Linked DNA regions of Pan troglodytes: region 1 is linked to region 2. A link is a contact called in public Hi-C data. All regions are on one chromosome and are shown on one strand. Each heading gives the region's core, a stretch centred on a gene start, on an enhancer-like site or on the middle of the called end of the contact. The rest is flanking DNA. Distances are from core to core; before and after follow the strand shown. Region 1 holds the start of UNC119B (unc-119 lipid binding chaperone B). Region 2 holds the start of SRSF9 (serine and arginine rich splicing factor 9).

Region 1 (5,674 bases), core at 1,743-4,242, 250 kb before region 2:
GTGGTCACCACAACGTAGAGGCCTACCTGAAACGCAAGGTTTGGCAATCTCAAACAGTACTGTCCCTGTCTCCAAATCTCGAATTTTGAAGCGGGTGAAATCAATACTGTAGATGTTGTCTTCGGGTTTACATAAATAATCTGAAAACAAGAGAGAGAAACCAACACTGTTAAATAATCCTCCAAAACTACCATTTATTTAATTCTCAAGTTTTGAAGCAAACTCAGATTTTTTCTTACACAACACACTTAAAATACTCCCAAAAACTTTCTCATGTGTTATCACCAGCAGAAGTTGTATGGACAGAATTAGGGGATCCAACAAAGAAAAAAAATAACAAGGACTTGCTTTGGATGAAAAATTGCAAAACTTTTAGAAACTAGGATAGAAAAGGTGGATTTCTTTGGAAACACATAAAAATCTTTCATCATCTATCAAGTTGGATGTCAGAACAGGGCGAACTTTTTATAGAATTCCAATCTAAGACATTTAAACTGACTTAGCAGATAATACAGTGCTAGTTTGCCAACGTTAGTTTGCCAACTGTCAGTGTAAGAAAGCCGAGATCAGCAAACTTTTCTGTAGAGCCAGATTCTAAATAATTTAGGCTTTGCCGCCACATGGTCTCTGTCACAACTACTCAACTCTATCATTGTAGCCACAAAAGCATCCACAGACAATACGCAAATGAATGAATGTGGCTATATTCCAGTAAAACTGTATTTATGGACACTGAAATATGAATTTTACATAACCACGTGTCTCAAGATTTTAAAGTTTTTTTCAACCATTTAAAAATGTACAAACCTAATCTTAGTTTGTGGGCTACACAAAATCATACAGTAGACAATACATATCATACATATCCAGGCAAGAGGATAAATCTGCCGGTGAAGACATTAGGCCCAAGTGACTAGAACGTGAGCAGCAAATTGAAATAATTCTAATTACAGCCAATTTCACTGATTTCTTTCTAGGATGATTCCGGATAGCATCTTCTCCACAGCTCATTTTGATACTTGATCTTTTATTGCCTGAGTTAGTTGTTTTCGTGTTTTACAAGTTGTCTCTTTATTAAGACGGCAAACTTGACAACTACTGATTATTCTGTAACTGCTAAAAAGGCTAACATTGGCTTTGGACTCTTAGAGGGTACTCAAATAATCTGCTGGATAGAATGAACGAGACGTTAAGAAGAGTAACAAAGAGGTTGCCAGACTCTCTCTAAGAAGCTGCAGAGGTGGGTTTGGACAATGAGCAACAATCCCAAGCCCCCAGATAGGATCTGAGTGCCCACTGAGAATCCTGCTTAGGGCCAGGCACAGAATACCCTAACTCACTTGGATGGCAGGAGAGGGCATGAGGTTACCAAGACCAGGTGCTGAGCATCTGTACTTTCAGAGCCCCAAATGAAAACTGGTTCAGAAGAAAAGAAGCTTTTTCACACTGTTTCAATAAAACTAGCAAGAATGTCTAAAGATACGCTCAGGTCTGGTAAGGACAGTCTCAACCCAAACAGTATTGGGAAACGGGGGCATCCAAATATCTAGAATCAAATTAAAACTCTTTTAGGAAATGGGAATTCCCTTTCGCACAGGGTGGACCAAGGCCTACTCCCCCCAAACCTCCATCCCCAAATTACTAGAGCTGCCATCGGCAACCTGAGGTGCACCTGAACAGTCCTGGGCTGCCTGCTATAGCAGCTCAGCAGACACCATGGCAGCCTTCGATCCATCCAGGGAATGCTGCTGCTGCCACAGGGTTAGGAGACTGCAGGCCAGGAGTGATGGGCAGGCCAAGATAGGCCTAACTAGGTGAGTGCACACTCCTGAAGCAGCAGCAAGAGAAAAGACGTCAAGTCAGGGACTGGCTTGGCAGAGAACAGAAAAAGGGAGATCACCCAGGGCAGGGACTGGGCAACATTTTTCTTCCCACCCATCCTCCTATCAACGAAAAAGCTTAGGATGGTTGCCTTTTGTGCAGGAAACGCATTTCTGAAACCCTGAAATCATTCTTAATTCACGAGAATGTCAAAAGCAGGAGTCACATGTCGGAGTCTGTACACAAACTGAAACTTTATTTTTGTTTTAATGTGGCACAGTTTTAAATGAGCAGGAAATGCCACGGCTATGTGTTTTGAGGAAGAACCCATCTGCACACTAAGGGGCAACGCTCCCGACCCAAAGAGGGAGGGAGGCCGGGCAGGCTGCAACGGGGGAGGGCTGCCATGGGGCCGGGGCGGAGGAAGCAGGTAAGGCTTCTGGCCTGCCAGAGGGCTGGGGGGGCCTGGCTGAGCGGGAACTTCACTGATGGCCGGGGGTTCCAGGTTGAGGGCCCAGGGGCCCATTTATTAGGGGACCTCGGCCCCCGGCCGGCTCAGGAGGATCCAGTTCAGCTGAACGGGGCCCTCTACCCAAACAGGTCCGGCAGAGCTGGGGAGCCGACCGGCCGAAGGGCATCCTAGCGTGGCCGGACTCACAGGAATGCGGTCCAGCCCAGGAGTCCTTCCCCACCAGAGCTACGTGAGCGTGGCGGGGGCAAAGCCCGGCCGGCGGGGCAGCGGGAAGCGCGGCCCGGCCGGCCGAAGGGGTCTGGGGGGGACCCCCGCTCTGGTCAAGTGGCCGGGTCCGCTGAAGGCTCCGGGAGCCGGGGCACGGCGCGAGGGGAGGGCGCGGCCCGCGCGGCACTCACTCTCGGTGACCCGGCTGAGGCGCAGGACGTGCTCGGGCCGGATGGTGTCCAGCGCCAGCAGCTCCTGCTCCGTGACCGCTGCCCCGACGCCGTCGTCGGCCGCGTGGTGGGGCGCCTGCCGCCGCGCCTTCAGGCGGTTCAGGACGCCGCCGCCCGCCTTCTTCTTCTCCTCCTTGCCAGCCACCAGCCCCCCGGGCCCAGCCGCCGACGCCGCGGCCGCAGCCTTCGGGTTAGACCCGCTCATCGCTCCGCCGCCAAGATGGCCGCCGCCTCCACAGCGCGGTAACTATGGAGAGCGGGGGCGGGGCCCGGGGCCCGGCGGGGAAGGGGCGGGGAGGGGGCGGGGCGGGGGCGGGCGCCCGGGGGGCGGTGGAATTCCCTTTCGCACAGGGTGGACCAAGGCCCACTCTCCCCAAACTTCCATCCCCAAATAACTAGAGCTGCCATCAGCAACCTGAGGTGCACATGAGCAGCCCTGGGCTGACTCCTATAGCAATTCAGCGGACGACACCATGGCAGCCTTCGATCCATTCAGGGAATGCTGCTGCTGCCACAGGGTTAGGAGACCGCAGGCCAGGAGTGATGGGCAGGCCAAGATAGGCCTAACTAGGTGACTGCACACTCCTGCGGGGCCCGGGGGGCGGTGCTTCGGCTACTGCCCCAACTTTGGTCCTGCCAGGTGGAGGGCCTAGGGGTGGCTGGAGCTTCAGCAACCCCACTCCCCATCAGACCCCCAAGATCGTCCACGATGTTTAAATACATATCTTACGGTCAAATGAATTTACGTCATATAAACTTTCCTCCTCCTCATCCTCCTCCTGGTCTGAAAGAGCACACAGAATCTTCCGTGCACCATCTCGGCATTCTCAATCCAAGAGTTCTGTCACCAGTCCCAACAGCACAATGGCAACTAATTCCCAGTAATCACACCAAGAAGAAGAATGGCCAGTGTTTACTGCGCACTTGCTATATGGCAGGACACTTGCTATAGGGCAGGCTCCTCACCTCACAACAACCCTGTGAGGTATTACTGTCTCCATTTTACAGATCAGGAAGCTCAAGTTCAGAGAAGTCAGGTAACATGTCCAAAGTCCCTCAAGCAGTAAGAGGAGGGAACAGGGATTTTAATCCAGGTCCATCTGACCCAAGGCCTGTTCTTCAACACTAAGCTATTAGTGGACAATGCATCTTGAGAAAATGTTTATTAATATATTTAGCATAGAAGGTAAGTTAAAGCAGTGTTTGTTTTGCAAAGGCAGTTTCAAGACAAACTTTCCAATGAGATTGCCATCCGTAAGCCCTACTGTGCCAGGCCCTGGGCTAGACATTGGGCTAGGCTACAGGAGATGTTAAGGGTGAGGGCAGGGATTGGGTCTGCCTCACCCCTGAATTCCCAGCAGTTCAGCTAATGCCTGACACGTGGTAGGTGCTCAGTAATGATTGAATGAGAGCCTGAACAGTATCCCACTATGGAAGAGCTCCCACTTTTGTTAGAGAAGACTGTAAAGTACACAATTCATTATGTGACCCTTCCTTTTCACAAGGTAGGTTAGTATGAACTGGAAGACAAACTAGACTCACTGACTGCACTAAGAGATGCAGCAAAGGTGCTAGGAGAACACACAGGAGTGGTTTATTCTGACCTGGCTGTAAAAGCTTGAGGGCTTCGGAAGTTTTCAGAGGCAATATCTGCACTGAGCTTTGGAAGTTAGCCATGACCTCACCAATTAGCCAGAAGTGGGTCAACAGGGGGATGTGGTCTACCGTCTTCCACCCTGAGGGGCTCCTTCTCTAGGGATTCTAGATCTGCACTGTTCTGTGTTGGAGGCCTGGGCCTGATTGATGCAGTGTGTCTGCTAGGTCTGACATCACCTCTCAGCCAGGCTAGAGTAAAATTGCAACCGTCCCCCAGAGCCTCTTGACGTTCTTGCCAGGCCTTGCTTGCTGAGTCCCTCTCACCAAAGCCACCAAGACAGGCATCTCTTGGTTCCTGGACAAAGTCCAAACCTGACCCCACCCCAGCTGCCCAATTGGGTGGCATAGTGTGTGGCCAAATTCCTACCCAAATGCTGTACTGTCTTTGAGAGATTAGTATATGGTGGCATTTAACTAACTGTTCAGGGAGATTTTAATAAATGTGTACAAAGAATTAAAGTCTTTCCTTTTGCAAACAACTCTTTTTAAACCACTCAAAAGAGTGGTTACTGAAGAATTTCCAGAACTTTTAATATGCTACTTGATTGTGAATGGCCAAGAGGGTGGTTTAGCATGTGGCCATTTCCCATATACTTATTTACGGAAGGTTTGTTGTCATAGCACCAAGACTAGTTACCTGGACCATGGCTTTTCTCTTTCTAGGGATGATGGCAAATGTAACCTCTTCACCTGCAATTCCACATCTAGGAATTTACCCTACATGCATGCACAGAGATTTGTAATATTGACAAATTACAATAAATTACATTTGTATCCATTCACGTTACATAGAGCTGTTTTAAAAAATGAGACATATATATTAGTATGGAAAGATCTCAAACATATATTAAGTAGGGCAAAAAGCAAGGCACAGAGTCATATTTATGTATTTATTTATTTAAGACAGGGTCTCACTCTTGTCACCCAGGCTGCAGTGCAGTGGCACAATCACAGCTCAGCTGCATCCAGCCGCGAATCCCATTTATTTAAAATAAAAAGTATATAAATATTTAGATGTGGGCCAAGTGTGGTGGCTCATGCCTGTAATCCCAGCACTTTGGGAGGCCAAGGTGAGCAAATTGCTTGAGCCCAGGAGTTCGAGACCAGCCTGGGAAACATGGCAAAACCCCATCTCTACTAAAAATACGAAAATTAGCTGGGCGTGCTGGTGCATGCCAGTAGTCCCAGCTACTCAGGAGGCTGAGGTGGGAGAATCACCGGAGCCCAGGAAGCCGAGGCTGTGTGAGCTGAGATCGCACCACTGCACTTTAGCCTGGGCCATGGGCGT
Region 2 (6,037 bases), core at 3,143-5,642:
ATGGTGTCCTTTTTTATGTTTTGAGACAGAGTCTCACTCTGTTGCCCAGGCTGGAGTGCAGTGGTGCAATCATGGCTAACTACAGCTTCAACCTCCCAGGCTCAAGCAGTCCTCCCACCTCAGCCTCTTAAGTAGCTGGGACTGTCAGGTGCCGTGGCTAATGCCTGTAATCCCAGCACTTTGGGAGGCCGAGATGGGCGGATCACTTGAGCTCAAGAGTTCGAGATCAAGTAGCTGAGACCACAGGTGCACGTTACCATGCCTAGATAATTTTTTATTTTATTTTTATTTTTGAGATAGAGTCTCGGTGTTGACCAGGCTGGAGTTCAGTGGTGCAATCTCGGCTCACTGCAACCTCTGCCTCCCGGGTTCAAGCAATTCTCCTGCCTCAGCCTCCAAAGTAGCTGGGATTACAGGTGTGCGCCACCACCTCCGACTAATTTTTGTGTTTTTAGTAAAGATGAGGTTTTGCCATGTTGACCAGGCTGGTCTCGAACTCCTGACTTCAAGTGATCCACCCACCTTGACCTCCCCAAAGTGCTGGGATTACAGGCATGAGCCACTGGGCCTGGCAATTTTTAAATTTTTTGTAGAGATAGGGGTCTCACTACATTGCCTAGCCTGGTCTCAAACTCCTGGACTCAAGCCATCCTCCTGCCTCAGCCTCCCAAAGTGCTGGGATTACTGCCACTGCACTCAGCAGTCATGCCCTCATTTTTGTCTGAAATGCCCTTCCCTCTTCCCCCTGGTTAACTCCTACTGGTTCTTCAAGACTCTAAACATCTCCTCCCAGAAGCCTTCCTTAAAATCTCTAAGACTGTGGTAGGTGACCCTCCGATGTAGTCTCAAGCAGCTTATCCTTATCACAACTGTACTCTACATGACCGAATAGCAACCTATATACACAACTCAAGGACGGAGCTGAATTATCGCATGCCCTGGGCCTCATACAGGACCTAAATCATAAATAATGTTGAATATCTAGATGAACAAAAAGTTTAAAAGGTGTCCCTGCCTAGAGTCTCTGGCCTTAGCAGAGAATGGAACCTATGAACCCTTTGAGCATGAAGTCATAATTGTGGTCTCATTTGTGTTCTAACTGCAAAGGTCAGTACAGGAATAAAGGGGGTTTCATGGATGATCATAAATGCCTCCTAATGATTTAGCTGTGCTCTATCTAATCCAAGAAGCCTGTACTAACCACATCCCTATATTTTCTGCTGGGTAACTGAACTCCTTTGGAGATTGTATGCTGCAGGACTTTGCACAATTAAAACTGAATTATTATTATTTGCAAGCAGTTTTCCACCTACAGTCCTATTGAGTCACTTAGCTGACTCTATTTCTCTCTCCCTAGGAGACTGCCCAATTGTTTCCAACAGCACTTTTTTTCCCTTTTTTGTCTTTCCAGGCAACAATCACATAGGAGTGGTAGGACTCAGAGAATGGTATTAATACACCTAAGCACACCACCCAAAATGAGAAGGCATCTGGACTTTCGGATGCCTATAGGATATGTAAGCTCCTATAAGGCTGCACACTTAGACTCGAGATCATATTTGGCCAGGGCTCTTTCCTGCTTGTCTAGAGAACAGCTAGACGCTTTATATAATCCAGAATACAACAGACAGTTATAATGGTTTTATTTTAGGAATCATTTATTGTGTTTTATTCCAATTATAAAAGTAGTGCATGCTAATTACAATTTGAGAAATACAGAAAAGCATAAATAAAAACATAAAAATAACTGCCATCAAGAGATATCTCCACAACCACAACATTTGGAAAGCTTTTTCTTTCTATTTTTTTTTTGTTACAAGCAGCAAATACACTATATATGTGTATACATTAAACACCACTTTCAATTCACTTTAACTGTAAATTACTGTGACTTTAATATCTCTGTCATATTAAAAACATGACAATAATTGTGTAACATTCAAAGTTAATGTGTTGAGCCACTCCCTTATTATCAAGTTTAATTTTTTTAATTGCACAGAATGCAATGATAAATATACACATGTAATTTATTATGAGAATCTCTTGCTTATTTCCGTCTGATAAAAATCCTACAAGCAGCTGGGCGCGGTGGCTCACGCCTGTATTCCCAGCACTTTGGGAGGCTGAGGCAGGCGGATCACGAGGTCAGGAGATTGAGATCGTCCTGGCTAACACGGTGAAACCCTGTCTCTACTAAAAATATAAAAAAATCAGCCGGGCGTGGTGGCAGGCACCTGTAGTCCCAGCTACTCGGGAGGCTGAGGCGGGAGAATGGCATGAACCCGGGAGGCGGAGCTTGCAGTGAGCCGAGATCACGCCACTGCACTGCAGCCTGGGTGACAGTGTAAGACTCCGTCTCAAAACAAACAAACACAAAATCCTACAAGCAGAATTACAAGATCGAAGGGTATATGTATATTATGAAAGCCTGATGTATACTATCAACTTGTATTCCAAAAAAGATATACACTCAGTAGTATATGTGGGTGTCTAGTCTTTGGTTTGTTTTGATTTTAAAACGCTCAGATGGTATAATGAGAAATCAACTACCTTCTGATTAAATGTGTGGTTTTAGTCCCTTTTTTTGTTTGTTTTTGTTTTGTCTTGTTTTTGAGACAGAGTCTCCCTCTGTCACCCAGGCTGGAGGAGTGCAGTGGCACAATCTCGGCTCACTGCAACCTCTGCCTCCCAGATTCAAGCGATTCTCGTGCCTCATCCTCCCAAGCAGCTGGGACTACAGGCGTGCCACCAAGCTTGGCTAATTTTTTTTTTTTTTTTTTTTTTTTGTATTTTTAGTAGGGGGGCGGGTCTTGCCATGTTGGCCAGGCTGGTCTTGAACTCCTGGCCTCAAGTGATCCACCCACCTCAGCCTCCTAAAGTGCTGGGATTACAGGCATGAGCCACCACGCCCAGCCAGGTTTCATTTTTAATATGAAAAATCTTTATTTATTTTTGAGACAGTCTCACTCTGTCACCCAGGCTGAAGTGCAGTGGCATGATCTCGGCTCACTGCAACCTTCGCCTCCCGGGCTCAAGCAATTCTCCTGCCTCAGCCTCCCGCGTAACTGGGATTATAGGAACACGCCACCACGCCCAGCTAATTTTTGTATTTTTAGTAGAAACGGGGTTTCCCCATGTTGCCCAGGCTAGTCTCGAACTCCTGACCTCAAGTGATCCTCCCGCCTTGGCCTCTCAAAGTGTTGGGATTACAGGCGTGAGCCACCGCACCCAGCCTGAACAATCTTTAGGTTAGGAGTATTCCAGCCGGGCGCCGGGCTCAAGCCGGTAATCCAACACTTTGGGAGGCCAAGGCTGGAGGATCGGTTGAGCCCAGGAGTTCGAGACCAGCCTCTCTACAAAAAATAGAAAATAAACTAGCTGGACGCAGCGCAGACCCCTCACGGCGCCCCGAGGTGGGAGGATCACCTGAGTCCAGCGAGATCGAGACTGCAGTGAGCCGTGTTCGCGCCATTGCACTCCAGCCTGAGCAACAGAATAAGACCCTGTATCAAAAACAAAAAGTCTTCTGGTGCAAGGCCTCACTGTAAGGTCCCTGGGTTCAATGCTCCGCGTTCTGGGATGTGAATGTGGAAAAGTAAGTGCCAAGGTGGGTGTCTACCTGAGCTCCATAAGGACTCAGTACTTAGGATGCGAGCATGGCTCTGGGTTCCATTCCTGACCCCTCTGTGGCCTCAGACTCCGCCCGGGAGAGGATGAAAAGCACAAGTCGGATGCACTCTATAGTGATCGCTGTGATACTCATTAAGAGTCTTACTCCCTCGACTCCGACAAACTCAAGGCCAAGATATGGAGTCCATCTCATGCTGACACCGTCAGTTCTGAGCAACTGTAAAATGGGGACAGGGTGGCCCGGGGGCCTACTGACCTGAGGCTGGGGGCCGCGACAGCCCGGCCGCTGCGGGGTCAGCCTGCGGTCTCCGCCTGACTCCAGCTCTCCTGCGCCCCGCAGGCCCTGGGCGCTACCCACGTCAGTGAGTGCTCACAAGTCTGTGAGGTAGGCGGCGCCACAGAGAGAAACTGAGGCGCGGGAGCCCAAGTCACTTGTCCAGCGCCTCAGCCGAGCGCGAACCGCGCTCGGGGATGGCATCCACACAGCCCGGCCCCAGGCTCTCCCTGTCAGCGCCCGAAGGCCCTTCGCACCTCCAGGGGGCGCCGGCCTGCGCGCACGCGCAATGGTCGCAGCCGCGTTCCCTTTAAGAGGACTCCTTTTGCCTCCGCCGACCCCTTCGCTTCCGCTCCGCGTTCCCACAATGCAGTGCGGCTGAGCGCCTCGGAGCCCGCGGGGACGCTGCGGGGGGACCCGTGCTGAGGCGGCGGCGGCGGCGGCGGCGACGTGGGCTGCGGCGGGCCCGCGGCGTCGGGCGGTGCGGATGTCGGGCTGGGCGGACGAGCGCGGCGGCGAGGGCGACGGGCGCATCTACGTGGGGAACCTTCCGACCGACGTGCGCGAGAAGGACTTGGAGGACCTGTTCTACAAGTACGGCCGCATCCGCGAGATCGAGCTCAAGAACCGGCACGGCCTCGTGCCCTTCGCCTTCGTGCGCTTCGAGGACCCCCGGTGAGGCCCCCGCGCCCCTGCCCTCTCCTCCTCGGTGCCTGAGGCCCCCGCCTTCCCTGCTGTCCCCTCCCCCAGGGCTCCCCTCCCCCCGGCCTCCCCTCCCCCCGCCTCCGCGCAGACCCCTCACGGCGCCCCCTCACGGGTGGAGGATGAGGCAGCCTCTCCTCGCAGGCCCGGGCCGTCCTTCGCGCCGTCGTCACTTCCTTTATTTTTATTATTCCAATATTTTACTTAGAAACCCAAAAGCTGAGCCTTTGGAGGGCCCAAGCCCGCCTGCACCGGCCTCGGGGGGTCCAAATGAGCCTTGTCCGCCTCCTGCCTGGGGCAGCACCGTAGGGGGAAGCGGCCCCGGGGCAGCGCGGGGGTCGCCGTTCGCCCTTCCCGCTCGCCTCTCCCCCGGCCCGTCTCGCCGTGGCTGGAGAGCAAGCTGCAGGGTCGCGGATGCCGCTGGAGGTCGTGGAGGGATCTCTGGTGGAACAGCTCGCCGTTCGCGCGCCCCGCCCCGCAGGCCAGGGCCCGGGCTTTGTAAAGGGATCACGGATTCGGGAAAACTTCTAAAACAGCCGGAGTGGGGCTCTGATTTCACTTCCCTCCTTTGATGAGGGAGGCTTGGCGAGATGCTGAAGGTTCCAGGGATTTGGAAACTCTAGATTCCTAACCCCGCTCCAGGGAGTGCATGTGATTTTGCAAACAGCGTCGGCCCTCAGGCCGGAAAAAGCCCAGGAACTTTCAAAACTGTGGTGGGTGGTGGTTAGCAGCTGCGGCGCTGACCTGGTCACTCCACTCCGGCCAAATAAGAGCCCGCACCCTGTTTTCCTAGCATCATTTGCTCCCGGGGAACGCGGAATGTTCGTAGGGTGTCCGACCTACCTGGGGTGGACGTATTGATAGGGCAAGGGGAGCATCTGAGGAAGGGCAGGCAGGAAGCACCGCGAGGCGTTGATGGCTGAAGAGTCGACTCTGACAGCTCATCCCTAGTATCTCCTCATTTGCCTCAAAACCGGAACTGGGCATTTTTACCCCTAAGGCGGAGAAGGCTATGCCTCGCTTATTTAGTAACCGTGCCATTGTGGTTTTTCAACAGTTGCTATGGGTCAAGTGCCATGGTGTGTATTTAGCTTTTTTTCTTTCCTTCTTATTTTTTTAGATTGATAAACTAGGGGGTTTCACCATGTTGCTCAGGCTGGTCTCGAACTCCTGAGCTCAGGTGATTCTCCCGTCTCAGCGGATCAAATTGTTAGGATTACAGGCGTGAGCAACCCGCCCAGCCTGTATTTAGTATTTTTAACAATTTATGAGGTGTAGGTACTTTTTTTTTTTGAGACGGGTCTTCACTCTTGTTGCCCAGGCTGGAGCGCAGTGGCGCGATCTCGGCCCACCGCAACCTCCGCCACCTGAGTTCAAGCGATTCTCCCGCTTCAGCGTCGTGAGTAGCTGGGATTATAGGCATGCGCCACC

Evidence for each region. Hi-C and Micro-C count contacts between places; a contact is called where the count stands out from the background.
Region 1: a contact with region 2 is called in a Hi-C map of stem cell-derived neural progenitor cells, with 4 times the contacts expected there. The contact joins the promoter of UNC119B here to the promoter of SRSF9 in region 2. A contact is called at or near these places in 2 of 7 Hi-C or Micro-C datasets (induced pluripotent stem cells and stem cell-derived neural progenitor cells).

Annotation. Positions count from the first base shown.
Region 1 is chr10:127,522,648-127,528,321 of NHGRI_mPanTro3-v2.0_pri, reverse strand. UNC119B (unc-119 lipid binding chaperone B) reads right to left here and starts at 2,992. Exons shown (of 5, transcript XM_001162824.6): 1 at 2,692-2,992; 2 at 27-140. The coding sequence starts at 2,935.
Region 2 is chr10:127,278,576-127,284,612 of NHGRI_mPanTro3-v2.0_pri, reverse strand. It overlaps SRSF9 (serine and arginine rich splicing factor 9), which reads left to right and starts at 4,392. Exons shown (of 4, transcript XM_001160785.7): 1 at 4,392-4,579. The coding sequence starts at 4,392.